2 separate regions of the Zea mays genome follow, and region 1 is linked to region 2. Evidence: chromatin contacts called from public Hi-C data. All regions are on one chromosome and are shown on one strand. Each heading gives the region's core, a stretch centred on a gene start, on an enhancer-like site or on the middle of the called end of the contact. The rest is flanking DNA. Distances are from core to core; before and after follow the strand shown.

What was found. Hi-C and Micro-C count contacts between places; a contact is called where the count stands out from the background.
Region 1: a contact with region 2 is called in a Hi-C map of tassel, with 5 times the contacts expected there. The contact joins the promoter of LOC103634962 here to the enhancer-like site in region 2. A contact is called at or near these places in 3 of 25 Hi-C or Micro-C datasets (bundle sheath, ear and tassel).

The regions. Positions count from the first base shown.
Region 1 is chr8:24,585,452-24,591,352 of Zm-B73-REFERENCE-NAM-5.0, reverse strand. It overlaps LOC103634962 (SCAR-like protein 2), which reads right to left and starts at 3,761. Exons shown (of 10, transcript XM_008657535.4): 1 at 2,960-3,761; 2 at 1,779-1,942; 3 at 1,506-1,629; 4 at 1,314-1,446; 5 at 1,107-1,210; 6 at 1-983. The coding sequence starts at 3,147.
Region 2 is chr8:24,120,641-24,126,032 of Zm-B73-REFERENCE-NAM-5.0, reverse strand. No RefSeq gene overlaps it. Among protein-coding and RNA genes, the nearest start is that of LOC111590012, 4.1 kb to the right of the region's middle. Within about 2 kb of position 2,987, at least 18 of the 20 cell types and tissues checked have an H3K27ac peak or open chromatin away from gene starts, as enhancers often do. A contact at or near this core is called in bundle sheath, ear and tassel, where this site is marked.

The DNA.
Region 1 (5,901 bases), core at 2,512-5,011, 460 kb before region 2:
CAGGGGAACCATCATTGGCAAGTATGGCTGAATGGACCTGCAGAGGCTCTATAATCTCACAAGGATCTCCACGAGCACCCTCTGCACCACTCTCGTGGATATTAGTGATGACAGATGACTCTTTATAGGGGCTTACAGACGTATAATCTGAAAGTTCTAGTTGTGAAACCTCAAGAGAATCTGCATTTGACAAACTGGGAAAATCAATTGCTCTTTCAGAAGTACAAATAATATCAGATTCTTGACATGTGTCAATAAAGTCAGCAGCAGAGGAATCAAGACACTGTGGAACAATATTGTCAATTGCCCCCACTTGAGGGGCTTCAGCTTTGAAGGAAGGTGCTGGCACCCGATTTTTAGTTTGAAATTCAGATTCTGTTTCTGTCTCAGATTCAAGTGTATTAAGTGCATCCATGTAGTTGTCGGCTTCTCCTGGAATGTCATCATGGTGGTTCAAGACTGATGGCACTAACAGTGATTTTGTCTTTTTAAGTAAGGCATCTTGCTGGTGCAATGTATCCATTACCTTATGGTCAGTTTCTTTCTGCACAGAGCTAATACAAGTAGGTTCTGCATCTTCAACCTCATCCATAACAACATCGTCACAGTAGATAGAACTTGTAGACATGATAATTGCAGTCTTTTCATCCCATTTAACATAAGGTGATCTAGCAACCATACCATCTGGCGGGGAACCTTGCTTCAAATGGTCACTATGATCATCCACAGTGGTGCTGTTAAGCAGTACGGGCGAAGGCAGACCACCAGGCTTGTGCAACTTAGTATCCAATGACTTCCCATGGCCATTCTCATGAGAAACTGCAGAAGGTTTTGTATCGATAGCTTGTTCTACTGAACTCAGTTGTGTCTTCGAACTAAGAGAAGAAGATCTGCTCATATTGTCAGGATTAGATCTTGCATCAGGTGTAGACTTATGCTCTGAGATACCCTGACCATCGTTGCTGGGAGATGCAAACTGCCTGCTGGAAAATACACTATTAAAAATGCTGTTCTGGATGTGCCATTCAAATATAAGAAGGGAACAGCCATAGAAGATGATCACGGATACAAAATTATTGTATCTTAAAGTATGGGATGTGCAACACCTGTTAACAAGTTGGCCAGCAGTAAGTGATCGCTGAAATTCAGTGCCCCTATGCCTAGGCATGGCTTGTCCATGATATGGTTCCCTTAGTCGTGATCCTTTTCTCTGTATAAGTTCATAAGCTCTATTAAGTCTTTCGGCAAATCCCAACATGAAAAAATATTACTAAGCACATATATCGACTTCAGACACTGAGAATGAATATAACCTTAATTTTCTGTGATCTCTTTTCTCTTTGTACATTAGCATTCTTATCTGCTCTCATCGTATCCCATGCTTTCTTGAAATAAGATGGATCAGAATATCTCTTTACACAAGCCCCCGCACCAGCATTGTCAAATCTGGAAGGAAATAATTTTAGATATGAAAAATGTTTATTAAGGAAAGCTTCAGCCCTTACTTATCAAGAAGGTAAAGCCGTGGCGGATCTCGGCATTCTTCATACGAATCCATCATAAAACGAGGCAGATCAGTCGCTAGCAGGTGATTTTGCTCATTTTGAAGCTGAGTGTGCCAATCAGAGCCTGTGTTTTATTAGTAAATTCTGTAAGATTGCAAGATAATATTGATCTCAAAGAATTCAAGATGGACAAGAGAGACATTCAAATACTATAATGGACAATCATGATCAGGGTACTTTTAGACATCAATGGAGTAATGAATAAATAATTACCCGGAACATAGGCAAAATGTATGTGACTCTTCTGATTCTTCACAGCCTTTTCGAGAGATGGAAGTGCTGCTTCGATGTTCTGTACTCGAGTCAGCACCTTGCGACCCCTAGCAGATGTAGCTATAACTTGCTCGTGTAGGTCATGGAAAACATCAGCCGCGAATCTGGTATGACCAAAGCTAGCACATCAATTTCACCAAATATTATTTTTTAAGATTTATTAGTATATCAAGGAACACAGTACGTAAGTAAACTGTCCATAGGTTATACAAAGGGAAAAAATGATAGAAGCATTAACAGACAAAAACAAACCCCCTCGGAGTGGCAACAGTTTTGCCCTAGCAAGAAATGGCAATTACCAGAACCCATGGAGATTCTCCAGCCAAAATTAGCAAAGAACTCTTGAGACAAACATTTACCAACATCAAGCCAACAAAAATGCGTCCAGTCAGACAGCCGCTAAGCAATCTAAATTCTAAAACAGAGCCTTTCAAAACTCACTAGTTGCTTCATATAAGAATACAAGATTAAAAAGAGACTTTCTGCAAACATAAATTGTAAGCTAAGACAAGATCTTACTTAAGACCTCCATGTCGCACCCGAGAAACAAAGCCAATCAGCACTGATTCAGGAAAGTGTGTCCTCCTCTAAAGAGCGAATGCGGCCGAAAAAAACCAGCTGAATGATCCCAGCAGATATAGCTGTTATGCCATATGCCGCTCCGGAAACCTGAAACCTTAGCGCCATCCAATCCAGTCCTAACACTAGACCTCAGAAAAAAAAAACCCAAAGACCGCCGCTGCTACAGAAGGACATCCAAATCATTCCCAGATAGTGCCACAATTTTGAACAGCCGGCACACGCAAACACTGCTCTAACAGTTCCTGTTGCTATGGCACATCACAGCGCTCGTTCACCCTAAGCGAATTCAACCACCTCAACACTGCTCTAACAGATCCCACTACTTCATCTCACTCCCATTCTCCCAATCCCAAGTCCCAACCACAGGGCCGAGCCCAAAAAACCCAACCATCCCCGCCGGGAGCCGTTAAACACGTAGCGTAGCAGATCCAGGCGGGAACCAGACCACAGAGACGCGCACCGGCGGGCGGCAGGTCGAAGGCGCGCATAGACCGGGCAGGAGGAGGAGGCAGCGAGGGAGGGAGGGAGCAGGGCCTTACTCCGCGAGATCTCCGAGCTGGCGCAGGATCCCGACGAGGCCCGCGACGGCGACGCCCTCGAGCAGCGCCTTGGGCTCCTCCTCCCCCGCGGCGGCGGTGGCGGCGGCGGCAGCGGCAGCTCCGCCGCCGTAGAGGCCGGGGTCCCCCAGCCCCACCTCATTCCGCACCTCGAACCTGACCAGCGGCATCGCCCTCCGCGCTCCTTCGTCACAGCCTCGGCCTCGGCAGCCGCCGCCCCCTCCTCATGCACCCGGGCCGCTGCGCGCTGCGCTGCGCTGTGCTCGCCGACGCGACGCCGCAACGGCTGCTTTATTCTGGTGGCTGGCGCGGTGTGGGAGTGGGAGTGGGAGGGAGCAGGTGCCGTGCGCCTGGTTGCCGCCCCCGCAAGGAAGAAAGAGGTGGCAGCAGGATGGCGGCTGGCGGGCGGGCTGCGGGAGTGTGAGCGTGAGGTGGACTGGAGAGCGGGTGGGGTGGGGTGTGGGGAGGAGGAGCGGAGAGCGGAGAGGGGGGGTGCGTCGGTCTCCGACAAGGTGAGGGACGAAAGGGACGCGGGGAGGAAAAGGCAGCGCGGCGGCACGAGGGGTAAGTGGCGATGCGGTGCGGTGGTAGGAGCGGGCGTGGCCGCCTGTGCTCTCTCTCTATCTCTGTCTGTCGTGCGGCCTGCGGGCGGCTCCGTCCACATCCACTCGGGTTGAGCGCCGCCCGCAGGTGGGTCGTGGCCGTGGGTGCGTGCGCCGGTGCGGCTGCTGCTTGGCTTTCCTTTGTTCCGGTCAGTCAGTGCCCGCGTCCGCCGGGTCAGGCCGCGGTTTCTGCCGGCCGGCCGTGTTGTTGTTCACCGTGGACTTTGGGACCTGAACAGAATCAAATCTTGGGGCATGCGATTTGGGCCAGTCCAGTCTAGTGTTTGGTGGTGGCCTGGTCATGTCAGCCGCGCCGCGCTTGAGAATTGAGATGATGCTTCTTCTATACATTATTAGTCCTTTCTTAATAATTCACTGGAGTGTTGTTGTTTTTTCCCCCTTTTGTCAAACTGTGCGAGTGAAATATAAAAAAAAGTGTACGTACGTACAAACACAATGTTTGTGTTGTTACAGAGCTTGCCTAAATCATTGCAGGCGGGCAACCTGCCTGCCATTCTTTTCTTTTGAGATGTCCTTTGGGAGGAGGGTGGGCGGATCTTAGGGTAGATCTAATTATTGGGTCAAGTGTTTACGTGAGCGCTTTTGTACTTGATGTGAGGTCCGTCGGGCATGACTAATGATGGCGGCGGCTGAGCAGGTGCCAGTGGTTCCTGTTCTAGCTAGCTCAATGATCCCGTGGAATGTAACGTAATGTAATCTAAAAGGGGGGACATTGGGGCTTTCTTTAATTTTTTTTGTTTAAAGATGTTTGATTAGATGCATATAAAATGGAACTGTGTTTTCTATGATGTACAGTCCGTACACCGGATTGATCATAAAATATATTTTTATAATGAAGTTATTTGAAGATATAATTGATGAAAGTATTATATATATATATATATTTAGTGATTGTTTTTTAACAAAAAAACTTCTTAAATCTCAGGCTGGCCTAATACGTTAGACAAATCTAAGGCTGAGGGCGGACGCGGAAATGAGCATCGAGCCATAGACGACACATGGTGGATCCAGCAAAGACCTCTAAAAAGTTATCTACTCTAAATATAGAGGATCAAACAGTTATCCATGCTCTACAGCAGCGTTCTTTAAACGATACTCTAAATTAAGAGGATGCTGCTAGATTCTCTATATATATTTATAATTTCTCTAAACGGACCTCTATTTATTTAAATACTTTAAATAAACGGTTTAGAAAAACTAAAATTTGTACAATACATTTGAGAGTATTACAAATACGTATGTAAAAAAATAAAAATAAAATATCTTTAACATAGATATTTGAGTATAGAGAGTGTTATTGGAGAGGAAGAAGATATAGAGAATGAAATTATTAGAGAAGACTGTAAATAACGGATATAAAAGATGAATATAGAGGCTGTTGCTGAAGACGGTCTTATAGAAACCGCCTTTACCTGGTTCCAAGTTCCAACGGAAGAAAGGGCGTCGAATTCTGTTTCGGTTGTTGGCATAATGGCACCTGTAGCGAGTAGCGACGGACAAATACAAAGATGGAGGTATAGGTGTACATTCGGGCCGCCCGGCCGGCCCAAGCCCGAAAAGGCCCGTATTATTTGAATTTCGGGCCGTCCCGGACCGACCCATGAGCCTAGCTTTCGGTCCACGGCCCGACCCGTAATTGCTTAAACGTGTCGGGCTCATTTCGGCCGGCCCGAAATTATAAAAGCCTGAAATTCACATTAGGGCCCGAAATTCAATTTTTGGCCTAAAATTCACATCAGAGCCCTAAATTCAAAAAATAATAAAACAAATAAAAGATAAGACAAATAAATATGAACAAAAGCAAACTTAATATTTGTATTAAATTTACCACAACTATGCAATGACTACCTCGTTTACAAATCATTTTGTTAGGAGAAAAAAGAGTATAATCAGCTCTATACAAAGTTCGTAAGTTCAATTTATTGTCTAATGTTCATAACAAAAGTAAAATTACATCACATACTCTAATTCAAAGCTACCAAAAACATCTAACTAACATTATCTCTAGCTTTGTGTTCTTTATCAAGTATATGAAATGTGGAATGAAGTGTGGTTTTAATAAATATATGAGCCTTTTCGTGCCTCTATACGGGCCATTTCGTGACTGCCTTAAATGGGTCGTGCTCGTGTCCGCCCATAGACAGTGACCTCGGCCCAAACCCGGTCCGAAATAACGGGCCGTGCCGGTCCGGCACTAAAATTTTTGGGCCGTGCCGTGCTTTCCGCCCATAGGCAGTGACCTCGGCCCAAACCCAGCCCGAAATAACGGGCCGTGCCGGTCCGGCACTAAAATATTTTAGG
Region 2 (5,392 bases), core at 1,738-4,237:
AATTTATACTCTTATTGCAAAATTTGGTCTCTTGTGGGGGAGAATTTTGATTATGGGAAGAAGGGGGAGTTTTTGGCACTCGATCAATTTTACTCTTGAAATATCTCTCGATTTTCCCAAATAAGTGTGTTTGACTTAGAGATAGGAAAAAGAATTTGATTTGCAAAAACAAACCAAGTGGTGGCAAAGAATGATCCAAATATGTCAAATCTTAAGTAAAGAGAATTTGGTCTTCGATTTGAATTGATATTGCACTCCTCTGGTTGCTTTTTGATGTGTTGGCATAAATCACCAAAAAGGGGAGATTGAAAGGGAAATGTGCCCTTGGGCTATTTCTATAATTGTTTTGGTGATTAAATATCCAACACAAATGTGTTGAACTCTTATGTGCTAAACGAGCAAGAGGTGCAAAATCAAAGACAAGGTATGTTTCTAGACTTAGTGAATTATTTTTTAGTACTAACATGTTTATCTAAGTGGTAGAAACAGTACCGAGAAGAGAAGAAACGAATTGGAAAAGAGTTGGCTGTGTACAGCCAACACCTGCTCGGGCCTGGCGTACCGGACAGTGTCCGGTGCCAAGACTGGCCGACGGTGAACCGCTGCTCTCGGGAAACAACGGAGTCGTACGGCTATAATTCACCGGACTGTCCGGTGGTGCACCAGACTGTCCGGTGGTGCACCGGACTGTCCGGTGAGTCAGCCGGGACAAACTCCTAGCTCTCGGGAAAAGAAAAGGACGACGTGGCTATAATTCACCGGACTGTCCGGTGACGCACCGGACTGTCCGGTAAGCCAACGGCGCCAGCGGCAACGGTCGTCCGCGCGATCAGCGCGCGACACGTGGCTCGCTCCAACTGTCGGCTGGGTGCACCGGACTGTCCGTTGTGCACCAGACAGTGTCCGGTGCACCAACCAGCCCTGAGGAGCAACGGTCGATTGCGCCCAATATGGAAGGAGATCGCACACCGGACATGAACAGTGGTTGTCCGGTGCACCACTTGACAGAAGGCAAGGATGGCCTTCCAAATTGATCTTCAACGGCTCCTAGCTGCCTTGGAGCTATAAAAGAGACCCCTAGGCGCATGGAGCAGGATACTAAGCTTACAAGAAACATCCTAAGGCACCTAGACTTTGCACTCACGCAATCGGATCATAGTTCTTGAGATTTGAGCACTTCGAGTTGTAAACTCCTCGCGCTATGGTTGTGTGCTCACTTCTTCTCTTGTGTGCGTGGTTGTGCTGCGGATTTGAGTCTTGTGTGCATTGCTCTCCCATCCTTACTCTTGTGCTTTCTTTGTGATCATAACTTTGTAAGGGCGAGAGGCTCCAAATTGTGGAGATTCCTCGCAAACGGGAAAATACTCTAAAGGAAAAGATCGTGGTATTCAAGTTGATCATCGGATCACTTGAAAGGGGTTGAGTGCAACCATCGTCCATTGGGACGCCACAACGTGAAAGTAGGCAAGTGTTACTTGGTCGAACCACGGGATAAAAATCGTGTGTCTCTTGTGTTGCTTTCTCTGTGATTGTTGTGTTCACAAGAACTCGCTCCAAAGCTACTTAGTCGCACTAACACTTTAATAACCAAGTTTGTGGCTATTTAGTGTTTGATTTTACAAGAATACATATTCACCCCCCTCTAGGTGTTCTCAAATTCATCCATCATTAGTTTAACTCATATGTCATAGACACCACACATATATATAGCGTGTTCATCAATGGTACGTAAATGATATACATATAGTTTTGTTTTTGCTGAAATGTGATAGCTCGTTTAGCTCGCGAGCTAGCTCGTTAACAAACCGAACTGGCTTACTAACGAACCGAGCTAGATTATCAGCTCAGCTCGTGAAAAGAAAAATCAAATGACCTGATTCAATCAAGCTCATCCCGAATCGAACGAGCCGACGAGCCACGGGCATTTTGTCCAGCCCTATATATTTTAGTGTATTGTAAAAGTTATGGGAAAACCCAAAGGCTGTTGTTAGCTGGATACTTAGTAGTAACTAGCTGGAGCGTTTGTCTCTGTAAAGGCTGGCTGGGGCTGGCACGTACAGACATGGACGTTTTACGACAATCGGCACGCAGCGGGGCAGCGACACTGCGCTATTTCTGCATGTCATGCAACTATGCAAGTACAGGAACGTACTGCTTTCAGATAGAGAGAGAGAGAGACCGTTAACGTCATTCTCTACTGGGATAAGTGACTGGTTCTTACGCTCCCACCGTCCCACGGTGAGGGTTAGTTTGGAAACCCTATTTTTTCCAATAAATTTTCATTTTTTAAGAGAAATTAATTTATTTTACCTTAGGAAAATAAAAATCTCTTGAGACTACTTTGGAAACTTTAAATCCTCTTTTGGATTGGAGAAGATTGAGGTATAAATAAACTAATTTCCTCTCCAATATCCTTAGGAAATTAGAGTTTTCAAAGTAGTCCTAATAGTATGTTTTTGTTTGGAAGGAACTCGCAGACAGTAGATAGATAGCATCGAGCCAAGGAGTCGAGTGCATAAGTGCAGCAAGCAGAAAGCATGAAGCTATATAAGCCATGCTTGTCGTCCTCCTTGGCCCAGTAGGGAGAGTGAAGGCAGCCCGAAATTTGCTCCGTGAAACACAGGCCCAAAAACAGAGGCCCGGTAGGCCTTTCAGAAGGCCTCCAAGCACCCTTTCGTCCTCTTCTTCGCGAAGAGCGAGCGAAGAGTGGACACGCCCATCCTTCCTTTTCGGCCGCTACTGCAGGCTGCAGCTGCAGCACTGCGTTCCCAAACAGCCAAACAGAAGAGGGGTGGCAGCAGGACGCAGCGCTGCCGCTGAACGTCTCCGTGCCAGCAGCCGATCCCGCGTCCGGGTCACGGACTCACGGATGGGGCGCCGAGCCGGCGGGTTCGACACATCGGCGCCGAGGGGGTCGGGGTCAGGGTCAGGCGCCCTGTTCCGGTCAATGCGGGATGTGACACCATCTGTCCTGCCTGCGCCTGTTCTGGACGGACGACGACGGCACTCAACTCAGCCGATGGCGATGATGGCCCCACCACATGATCCACCGCGCCTGTGCCGTGATTAACGGCGTCTCCAGCTTGTCGTTAGATTCGATGATGAACCCTAGTAGCTACCACTACCAGTACTCCTGTAGCAGCAGTAGCTGTAGTCCTGTTCCCGATCAGATCGTGACAGTATCCTATATTCGGAGAGAGGAGAAAAGAGGACAATAATACGGAGTGCATGCTCCCTGCTACTCGAGTTAGGTTTCTCTCTACCTATGTCTCTTTGGTACTTATGCTCTTTTCCAATTCTCTTTGGTACTTATGCTCTTTTCCAATTTCCACTGACTCAAGTTAGGTTTTTTTTTTGTCTTTTTGGAACTTGCTCTCTCGAGCAAGTTGATCCAACAGAAAAGTGAAAGGGATACAAACAAGGTTTTAGCTCAAGAAGGCAATTGCTCTGTTAATCTAGCCTCTCAAAGGCACTGTACGGGGGTATTTATAGGTGTCCGAGTGCCCAGCGTCATGGATTAAGGACGCATGTGCCCTCAGGCACCTAGGTCATCCCCGGAATATTCCAATAAAGTAGGGTTACAAACTGTCATTACATAAAAGCTTTCACAAACTGGGCCCGTAATGCCCTCGGCCGCGCGGGGCCTATTACAATAGGCCGAATTCTATGTGGGTCTTCGCGTTGGACGAGGCCGTGAGACGGAGCGACCTCGTCGTAGGTCTTCGTCTTGCAGCGTATTGGACGAAGGGTGGAAACTGCCGACCATTTAGCCTCCGTTGGTTCGGTGAGATTGACGAAGGCATCAAGTGAAGGATGGCGTCTTCGCGTTCGCCCCAACATACCTCTCTCTATCTTTTTTACATGCAGCTAGCTCCCTAGCTCACATGGCTGAGTGAAGAGTTGCAGCGCGGAGAAGCCGGCTTTTTAATCTGCACTCGAGGGATCAAGTCATCTAAAAGCGTGTGTTTTCTGTCCGAGTAGAGAAGTTCTTTTTTTAAAAAAAAAAGAAGAATATAAAGATAATAAATTAATAACTGGTCACAGAGCAGTTGGTACAGAGAGAGGCAGATAGATGGCAGTCAAGTTCCGCAAGCGAGCTGCTGCTGCTGCTGATGGCGCGACGTCGCGGTCGTCGCTGTGCGCAGTAGAGCACTGAGCATTCACATCACGGAATAAATAGCTTTGCCTGCCCGGCCGGCGGCCGCTCCGCTCGCGACTTGTCGTCGCATGTGTACTTCCCCGGCAGCGGTTCGCAGCATGGCGGTGCTGCAGACCTGCACGGCACTGTAGGTGCCTGCCTGTACCTACCGGAAGGCGGAAGTAGGGCAGAGAGATTAAGGGGTATTTGATTTATAGGGACTAATGTTTAGTCCCTTTATTTTATTTCTTTTTAGTGTATAAATTGCTAAATATAAAAACTAAAATAAAGTTTTAGTTTCTATATTTAGTAATTTTGGAACTAAAATAAAATAAAATCTAGGAACTAAACATTAGTCCTTATAAACCAAACACCCCTAATTATCCTAGGCGAAAATGGCTCCCATGCCATCGTAATCCACAGGAAAAAAAATCTTCGATTATGTCTGGACTCTGGACGCGGACAAGGGTGTAGGTGCAGTCAAAGCCTATTCGCCGCCCCCGGTCATGGCGTAGCCCGTGTAGGAGTAGTAGCTGCTGCCTGCGCCGGCCGACCTGTGCCGCTGCGCCACGCTGGACACTGCTGCAGCGGCTGCGGCTCCGAGAGACGACGACGGCCGGTCGCTGGCTGGGAGGCGCAGGCGGCGGCAGGGGCTCCGGGTCTTCCGAAAGGTCCCGGACGTTCTCGGCACGGGAGGGCTTTGTTTATACTGCCACTGATGCTTTTTCCATCGAAAGGTGCAATGCAATGCAATGGCCAATTGGCCATCAGGCCATGGCCTAGCTACCTAGCTCGTTGGCCATCGCCAGCCTGGTTAACTTGGACGAGCAGAGATGTCCCCCAAAACCAGGTTTGACTGCGTGTCTGCACCCGCCGCCGAGGCGCGGATTTGACTGCCAGCGAGCGAGAAGCCGTGACAGCCGCCTCCCGCAGCTTTGACCGACCACATGCACGATCCAGTCACCCTCTCATCCAGATCCAATCGGTGTACTTGTACATACCGTGGCTTGCCGGAGATGAGATGAGAACATGAGACGCAATGCAGTGCATGGAGCTGGTGGATCGGACGGACGGACGGAGGACCGCGACGCTACAGGAAAAAGCCCGGCCTCGGCCTCGCCACCGCCACCGGGCCGGCCGGCACGGCACATGCATGCGAACGGACGAACGTGTGCGATCTGGATTCTAGACCAACCAAACCAACTCTACGGGCTACGGCGTGCGCCGCGCCGCTCCGCTCGTGCTCCGTCCCGT